Linked DNA regions of Pan troglodytes: region 2 is linked to region 1. The links are chromatin contacts, called in public capture Hi-C maps. All regions are on one chromosome and are shown on one strand. Each heading gives the region's core, a stretch centred on a gene start, on an enhancer-like site or on the middle of the called end of the contact. The rest is flanking DNA. Distances are from core to core; before and after follow the strand shown.

Region 1 (4,508 bases), core at 745-3,244:
TAAACTCCTCCCTTCCCCCCCAAGAAAAGCCCTAAAGAAACTCTAAGTAATTAAAAAGAGAAAAAAACAGAAAAGAATTTAACATTGCTATTTAACCATCAGAGTCTCATTTTTTTCCCCCTCCATAATGGGTTTGGTTTCAGACTTGGATCAAAAACTGGAACAAAACTTTCTGTGCTGTTTCTGCCCCTCCCGTTTGCTGAGGAGGGAAGGCACGCGGCCGCAGTTACAGCATGCTGGCTGCTCCTCACTGCCCATTTGGGATATCTAGAGGTTGTTTGTTGGTGTTCTGGGATCCTGAGGGACACTGCCAACTGTTAACCTTTGGCAGATAGTGACTGTTTTACTTTGATTTTATTTTCGTGGTAACCATTTTTTTAAAAAGATTAATAAATTACCCAAGAGGACATGGCTTCTAAGGTAAGGATGTATCCCAGACTTTAAAAAATACAGTTCTTATTTTGGCTCTCTGATGTGTGGCTCCAGGGTTTCTCTAGGAGGACTGTTGATGGACCTTGACCTCAGAGCTCCTAGGCCAGATGAGCAGCCATGACAGAGAATGCTGTGTGTTTGGATGGTTGGGTGCCATGTCTGTTAAAAATCCAGCCGGCTAGTAACGAAACGCCTTGCAGAAATCATCCTGTGGGGATTTAGAAATGTTTTTTTAAAAGAGCTTTGCTGCTCAGCTTAGCAACAGCAGTTCTGTTTTGAGAGCCGAAGAGAGCACTGTGCGCTGTTTGTGTATCCTCTCAGCACAATCACAGTGGGAAGCTGCTGCAGTGATGTGTCCCAAGGCTGCAAGGCCACCTTGTCCCATGGCCTCTGTACAGCCATGGGATCACAGCTTCCCTTCTGCAACGTGCCCTGCACTCTACTAAAGGCACTTGGCAATGTTATTGAGACTTTGAACATATGTTTTTAGAAAATAATACTGAGCAAACTATAAAGCTCCAGTGGACTGGAAAAGTGTTTGCATTTTCTTTATATTAGCCTCTAGTGTAATTCAGGACTTCATTGCTATGCACGAGTCTAATTTCCCTTGCTAATTGTTTATGTCTTCATATGAACACCACATATTCTTAGAGGAAAGAGCGCATCTCAGCATCTTTTAAATGCTCCTGATGCAAAGTCTTAATGTAAAACACTTGTTCTAGTATGTTTCTTTCCAGTACATAGCCTATGTAGTTAGTTCTTGGTGTTTCAGAAAAAAAATGAAGTTAGGTTAGTGGGTGTGAGCGTGGACGCCTCTCGGGTCCAGTGCGGTTGCGGGGTTGGCGCCCTACAGCCACTGCTGTGCTTCCCTCCTGCGTCTGTACTCTAATCTAATGCACGAGGGCAGTCCTACTGCTCATTAATCACGTTGAGTGTTCTCACTCCTAACCCAAAATCGGGCTCCTCCTTGGAGCAGCATACTTGGTGCCAGGCTTGGGTGGACGTCACCAATACCTCCTTATTTGGGTCCATCTCAGTCGTCCATGACTCATGGACAGTTTTAGGATTTCCCTAAAACTTATGTGGACTGCCACATCTCAAAGGCATTTTAGTTATTTTCAGTGATTTTCAATCCTGAACATCTGGGCCTTTCCACTTCCCCCATAAAATTTGCCCCCCTTCCCCGCCCCCCACCACCATTCTCTCTCTCCTTTCCTTCTTGTTTCTTCTAAAGGCTAATAGTGGGTGTTCTCACCCTTGAAACCAGAACAGTGAAAGTTCTGGAGGATTACAGAAGCACTTGGTCCTATTTTCTTTCACCCAAATTGAATCCTGAAAACTCCTGATGCAGACTGAATGGTGAATACTTAAAAACATGAATAGCACAGTTCTTCCTGGGCCTAACTGGGGTGGGCACCCTTTGCATAGCTGTGATGAAAAACGTGCCCAGCATAGTTGTTAAACATGGCAGCCACAGCACGTCTGCTGGCTCTGAGCAGGCTCCCAGGCCCAGACTGGCCACACACGCACTGGAGCTGGCTGGATCCCTTGCCACCTGCCCCTGCCTGCACTTAGGCAGAGATGGCTCCTGGCTGAAGAGCAGGGAGAAACTGGGGCAGCTCTTCTCAGGCCAAATGCCTAGGAAAGGGTGGGGAGGGGCTGAAGGATGAGTGAAAATGATTGGGAGAAGACAGAGGGAAAAAAGGCCAAGTTGCTAGGAACGTGGTGGGTGAGTGACATTCAGACTTGGCTTGCCCCTCTTACAGACGGGTTGATTTCTCTCATTTGTAAAGTGAAATGGACAAATGTGAGTCCTTGGTGACTCACTGGAGCTTCTCAGATCTTACCCAGGGACAGTCTAGTTATGGGTGGTGGACATGGGGTGGGGTGAGGAGTGTGGAGTTTTTCATCTTCCAATTGGAGAAGACTGTTTTGCAATTTTGAGTACCTCCGCCAGTGAAGAACTGTGCAAAAGGCCGATTCCTAGTTGTGCCCTAGTAAATGTTTTCAGAATATTTTCCTAGGCAGCTGGGGACCAGAGTGTTTTGAATAGCTTGTTAAACAGACTTTTAAGAGGTACACCCAATTAGCACTACTGAGTAGTATTTAGATGTTGACTAGATTCATGGGACTATGCTGGAAAATAAATTGCAAACTCAAGTGTGACATTTTAAACCAGCTTTTGGTCCTTAAAACCACTTTGCCCGAGCTGGAGACAGCCAGTTTCTCCCTTGTTTTTCTGGCCTGATCACCAGGCTTTTGAGCTCCAGGCTGGCCTTCCCAACTCTCAAACATATTCCTTTTATAGAAATAAAAGTACCTGGCCTCTATGATGCATAACTGTGAGTCATCCAGTGGATATTAAAGAACTCCAAAAACATGCTTCAAGATAGTTTTTCCACTTTGTTCCAGAGCACGGTCTAAATTTGGACTCATTGGAAATGGAAGTGAAAGGCCCCGATGGAACCTTTCTGGTTGCTGCCTTCTTTGAGTTGCTATGGTGGGTGGGCAGGGACAGACAGCCTTACCTGCACAGAGGCGCGGGGTTTCTTGCATTCATTTCTGAATGAGTCGGCCTGTCATTTGCACATTAGTGACCAATTTCCTTCTTTCTTTTTTTTTCTTTTTTTTTTTGAGGTGTAGTCTCACTCTGTTGCCCAGGCTGGAGTGCAGTGGTGCGGTCTTGGCTCACTGCAGCCTCTGCCCCACTGGTTCAAGCGATTCTCTTGCCTCAGCCTCCTAAGTAGTTGGGATTATAGGTGCATGCCACCACGCCTGGCTGATTTTTGTATTTTTAGTAGAGATGAGGTTTCACCATGTTGGCTAGGCTGGTCTCGTACTCCTGACTTAAGGTGATCCACCTGTCTCGGCCTCCCAAAATGCTGGGATTAAAGGCATGAGCCACCACGCCCGGCTAGTGATCAATTTCTAATGATTGAGACTCTTGGGCACAATGCCACATGATTTTGTCATGCTAGTGTGAACCAATATCCTGTTCCCATGGTGGATAATGTTATATTAATGTTTAGTAATATTTGTGCAAATTAGATAGGGCGTGAGGGCTTGGTAATACCAAGATATGTAAATGTGGAGAAGTCGTGTGATGAAGAAGTTACTTGTCCAAGGCAGCCTAAAGCGATGAACCAGAACCTGATGCTAGTATTTTAGGGAATGTCGGTTCTGGTCTCTCTTACGTGTCTAATTATAGTGTCAACTGCAAAAAGTTGATAAGTACTAAAATGTATTATATTTTTTCCCCACTCCACTGTTTCAAAATGTAGTATATAGCATTAACAAGGACTACAGATCTAATGCCCAGCCAACAGTTAACGGGAGATAAGGATTTTTACGGAAAAGCAGAAGTTGCTAGATGCTTTCTGTTGTTTTGTTTTGTGTTTTTGATGGCTGGGACTCTTAAGGTACAGAGAGAATTGCCAGTCTTTCTGTATTACCGAGAAATTGTAAACATCTGTGTTGTGGGCTTTGTTTATTTTTATTCCCTGCAGTCCTTAACATGACATCTGCCCCATAATTGACTCTCAGTCAGTACCTTTGACTCTGTTTTTGAAAACCATTGTGCCAAGGAGTGGATCTAACAGCCACAGGCCATCCTATTTAATCTAAGTAAGTTCTATTTCTTCTGTTTGTAGATTTTTGAACTTAAGAGCAAAAGCGAATATTTCTAACAAGATTTGACGTGTGAATTTTTAAGTAGATGCCACATAAAAGTCCAATTAAGTAAAAGGTGATATGAATGTTTATTTTATGTGAAGTACTTTAAGTGATTATTGTTATTTAGGTGTTGCGTTCTGTGGAGTTTCCTCATTATTAAAGTAATGTATGTGTTTACAAAACAATGACAAAATGAGACATATGGGAGGGGAGGAAGGAATTATTAACATAATAGGAGAAAGGGCTTTCTTATGGAGATAAATGTGTTTTGTCACTGAAGTTTTTATTTGTTCTGTCACCGAGACAGTCTTTATTGCGTTAGAAGCAGACCCTGCTGTATTAAATTTGCTGATGGGAAACCCGGATGTCTTTGCTTTTCTCCTTGCCAGCCGAGGAGTTAGACT
Region 2 (4,508 bases), core at 1,333-3,832, 73 kb after region 1:
GGGAGTGTCAGTGTTCTGGTTCTTAAACCGGATAGTGGTTTCAAACATATGTAATAAATATACACACCTTCTTACAGGTCACACCAATTCTCTTCCAAGTCTGGGGACTATTTTGCTGAGACTTTCATTTTAGTAGCTGAAAGAATTAGAAGGATTGATTAAAAAGCCTTTTTGTTTTACCATAAAGTGAGTAATTGAATATTTAAAACCACCAGGCCCCTTAGAAGTTATTTACTATAATGGCAACCGCCCGTCCTCCTCCTGTTTGGAGGTTTTGAAGGTGTTAAAGTGTTTTGGTCGCAGAGTTGACTGATGATATCGTACTGTGAGCTTTCACAAAACCATCTGGCCTGGCTTTTGCAAGAATAAAGAAGGAAAACTTAGTGTGGCTTTTCATTACTTTAAACAAATGAGTTCAGCCTTTAGCATAGTGGGCCAAGGGTGTGGCACCAAGGGCAGTGTGTGTACAAAGGCTGGCATCTTTGTCTGTGTGTCCAGTCACTGTTCCCTGTGGTGTTTGCCTCTGTGTCAAAGTAGAGTGGGAAGATCCTGTTTATTTTTGATCGTCTGTTAAAATGAGAGATGTCTGCCTATTGAAAAGGGAGCCCAAAGGTGGAAGCCGAAGATGGGAGGAGAATGAGGTCTGTCTGTGCCTCTGGCGACCTCCTGTTGTCCAGTCGCAGCTTTCCGCCCTCTTGCCCTCTGGACACCAGACAGGATCCCGCAGGCACCTCCACCAGATCCCGGGGCCACTAGCAAGTGTGAGGCCCCAGCTGCAATGCGTTGTGATAGCATTCACTCTCATCTGTCCCACCTCCATCCTTCAAGGGAGACACGGAATTCTTAGCACAAGTAACAAGATGCAGAAAGATAGACAGGTTATCGAAGCTTTTGTTGTCACCATTTGGGAGAGAGGTAGTTAGTAGTCTCTTCCAGGAAAAAAAAAAAAAAATTTGCTCACGTGGTTTTTTTGGCTCATGTGTTTCCATTTCTGGTTGTATTCTGGCTGGCCCTTTTCACAGCCAGGAGCAAGGCTGAGCAGGACCCTAAGAGTGCTCAGGTGCTTGTGGGGTGGGGAAGGGGGACAGACGGGGCGTGGGAAAGATCTTCCCGAGTGGCCTGACTTTCCCATTGCCTTATAGTTCCTTAAATTATTTATAGTCCACCTGGGAGAAGTTATGGAGAAATTATTTATAGTCAGGTTAATTTACTATGATTGTGTGGATTTTTAAAAATATGTCTATTTGTTAGTGGCTTTTAACAATAATTACATGTCTCAGTCTGTTCTTTTAGTTTTAAGTAAAGATGTCTATCTTAATAGAATACAATAATTTTAGGTAAATGGGCAAAAATTCCCAAAATTCAGTTATTTAAAGCACTTACCAAACTTGTCCAGCTAAGTTTCAGATATTAATACTTTAATACTGTTACAACTGCTACTGATAGCATTTGTTAGTGAGTTCTGTGAGCTGTGATTCTCAGGCTGTCCATTTCACAGACGAGGAAGCGAAGCTTTGGAGAGACTAGGTATCTGCCCACAGTCACCCCCCCTGGGAGGTGGCAAGCCCAGGCTCCTAACTAGACACCTAAGTAACTGTTGACACAAAATTTCGTTTTGAGTTGTGGCACCATTGTGGTTTGCAGCCGATGTACTTAACACTTGTAATGCTAGTGAAGTGCAGCTTTGCCTGTCCCCACAGCGAGCGTGCTCCTGAATCCTCTCCACACCTCATCCCCATGTGTGTAGCTCCCTTTTAAGGTGGCTGCTTGTAACCCTGTGTCATTTCCTCTGCTGGATCCCAGCTCCTGGGGCAGCAGGCACCCTGAGGTCTCCCTGCAGGGTACTGGAATGATGCTGTAGGTGCAGAGAGTTGGCCGGTGAGGGAGTGCCACACACCTTATTTAAATGTCCTTACTGCCCTGCCGTTTTTATTACTATACTGAGTTTAATTTGGAAAACGATGTTCCCTGTGCTTTCTAGTAGATAAGATACTGAGATGTCCTGTCAGGAGTGTAGCAATTAGGAGACTGGAAAAAGGAAAACAGATTCCCCAGCCTACAAGACGTTCAGCTTTGCAGAGTCTTTTAGGATCTTACCCCACTCAGATTGGGCACTGCAGGGCAGGTGTCTAAAGATATAAAACTGCGGAAGAGCTTCGTCTGCCTCTCACCTTCTACCTCCCCAGTATTTATTGAGGGCCCCCCAGTAGCAAGCAGGAGGAGGCCCTGTGGCCCCAGCACCAGCCCAGTTGCCTCTAGCCATCCCGGCCTCCTGCTCCACAGCAGTGGCCCAGGGGGATAATGAGTGAGATGGTCACACAGTTGGAGCTGCTTCTGTGGGAACTTTTTGTGATCACTGGATTAGCTGTGCCGTGTCATTTCAAGACAGTGGAAGCAGATGAGGGCTGCAGTCCTGCTGGGTGGTGGGCTGCAGGGCACTGATGCGCAGTCCTCTGAGCCTGTGCTGCCTTCGAGTTCCTAAGTACCAACCTCCCCTGAGGTAATCCAAGGGAGGAGACGCCACCAGGCCACAAGTGAGCTGGTCGTTTCCTCAAGCTCACTTGCGTCTCCAAGCAGTGATTTCCTCCTGAGGCTTCCCTCTGCCAGGTCCCGGAGGGTCCTCACGCCTCCAGTGGTCACTTTCGGTCTTAGTGTGTGTGTTTGCATCGTTCTGTTGACCAGTGAATGTGTTTGAATATGTATACAGATGCCAAGAGAGAGGTGAGTCCATCACAGCAAATCTGTTTCTGTGTCAAAATTTGTTTTCCCATCAGTATATTTAGATTATTTGGCTTAATAAACACATTTTTAACCAGAATTAAAAAAAAACAAAAACCCACCACTCAGCTTTTGTCTGTATGCAGAAGGTAATTTGAGGGGAAAGGGGTAGGAGGAGAAGAATTGAAATGAATTTCTCTTTTCTCTTTGTTTTCTGCGTTAGCAGATGCATTACTTTTCTCAACCCTCTTTGTAATTTCTTAAATTTCTCATTAGCAATTCAGTAGGAGGGTAAATGATAGGGGCCTATCTACCAGAATTCTTTTTCTGCTTGGGAAAAGAGGGTGTAGGGCAGGACAGCAGCACCTGAGTCAATATGAGCAAAAGCCAGTGGTTGCCAGCATCAGTATAATCCTGAGACAGTTGGACAGGTATGGCCTCTGGGTTAACATACTTGTTGAGCAGTCAAATCTTTTTACAACAAATAGAAGGATCTGGAAGAAAACTTCCAAATTAACTGTAGATTGCATGCTGAATTCAGCCTAAAAACAAGTTACAAAGTGCCAGGTTTTTTTTTTTTTTTTTTGAGTTGTCGTAACAGTAACAGGATTGCTCTTACGGGGGTTCTTAGACTGCTACAAGGCTGTCTGGCCTCTGCAGGTCAATAAACATCTAAAGAGCAGGACTTGGCTGGCTTCTGATCGGCTGAATCCTCAGAGCATCAGATGTATTGCAAATTACATTCAGAGAAGAAGGAACAAAGCTGTCAAAGCAAAGTAGATTAACTGAAGTAACTTAGGCAAGGCAGTTTATATGTGAGCTATAATACGGGTTTCTAATATTAGAACATCACAGTATTAATCTTTGAACATGTTACTTACATTATTATTCACTAATGTGCTTTGTGTTTCTAATCTCTACAGCAAGCGTTTCCAACCCTTTCAGAATGGTCTGGAACACCTTTTTTATGTTAAGGACTTATTTTTAGTGTCAGTGATAATAAAGCATTTCAATGAAAAGTAACACTTTTAAATGGATTTGTCTAATTAATAATAACAGTATCTATATCTCTTTACACATAACAGTGTATTTTGGAAGACATATTTGTCAGCTCTTACTGTTTACACAGTTAAGGCTACTGGTTTGTCTAATGTGTGTTTTATTTTGTTTTAGAGTATAAGCTTCTTAAAATCAGGAACATGCCATTTAGGGGAAAAATCTCTGGGGTTTAAGAGAGTACCATGCATAAATATGTATTTTATGAATGCCAAGCGATTAAACACAATTCTAAGCTTTATCAAGGGACTGACTGGCAGAAAGTTTTGCCAAATTCTTTGATGTTATTAAAGATTTATTTTTGCACTGAGTTTCATGTTAGAATCAAATCCATGCTTACTGAAGTGGAAATAACTTTTCAAACCTTAAGTTAAAAATTCTGATGTTTGTTTGTGGCATTTACTTTATATTATATATTAATAGGAGTAAATGAATTAATGGGATTTTTGCAGTGGGCATGGACCTAAAGTATCTTAACTTTGTGGAGTACATTAGGGAAACTTTGGTATTTTATATGTGTAATTTAGTAACTCTGATACTGTATTTTAAATTCAACATAATTACTGGTCACTCAGATTAATTGATAGCTTGTTCAGACACTCGGCTTTGGTGTATGTTTTCCCCAGGGCTGGAAAATGAATCAACACAGAATACTGGAGTAGAGGGGATTGGTAGGCATTTGTTGGTGAGCAAGGCCCCTGGATGAGGATTGTGGCTTCAGTGACTAGTACCTG

Evidence for each region. Capture Hi-C pulls out chosen DNA fragments and counts their contacts.
Region 2: a capture Hi-C map of stem cell-derived neural stem cells shows a contact between it and region 1, with 3 times the contacts expected there. The contact joins two enhancer-like sites. A contact is called at or near these places in 1 of 7 Hi-C or Micro-C datasets (blood) and 1 of 1 other capture datasets (stem cell-derived neural stem cells).

The regions. Positions count from the first base shown.
Region 1 is chr4:14,834,472-14,838,979 of NHGRI_mPanTro3-v2.0_pri, forward strand. The region is part of intron 1 of TRIO (trio Rho guanine nucleotide exchange factor); the gene reads left to right. Among named protein-coding and RNA genes, the nearest start is that of TRIO, 42 kb to the left of the region's middle. Within about 2 kb of position 1,995, at least 6 of the 24 cell types and tissues checked have an H3K27ac peak or open chromatin away from gene starts, as enhancers often do. A contact at or near this core is called in stem cell-derived neural stem cells, where this site is marked.
Region 2 is chr4:14,907,324-14,911,831 of NHGRI_mPanTro3-v2.0_pri, forward strand. All of the region lies in intron 1 of TRIO (trio Rho guanine nucleotide exchange factor), which reads left to right. Among named protein-coding and RNA genes, the nearest start is that of TRIO, 110 kb to the left of the region's middle. Within about 2 kb of position 2,583, at least 3 of the 24 cell types and tissues checked have an H3K27ac peak or open chromatin away from gene starts, as enhancers often do. A contact at or near this core is called in stem cell-derived neural stem cells, where this site is marked.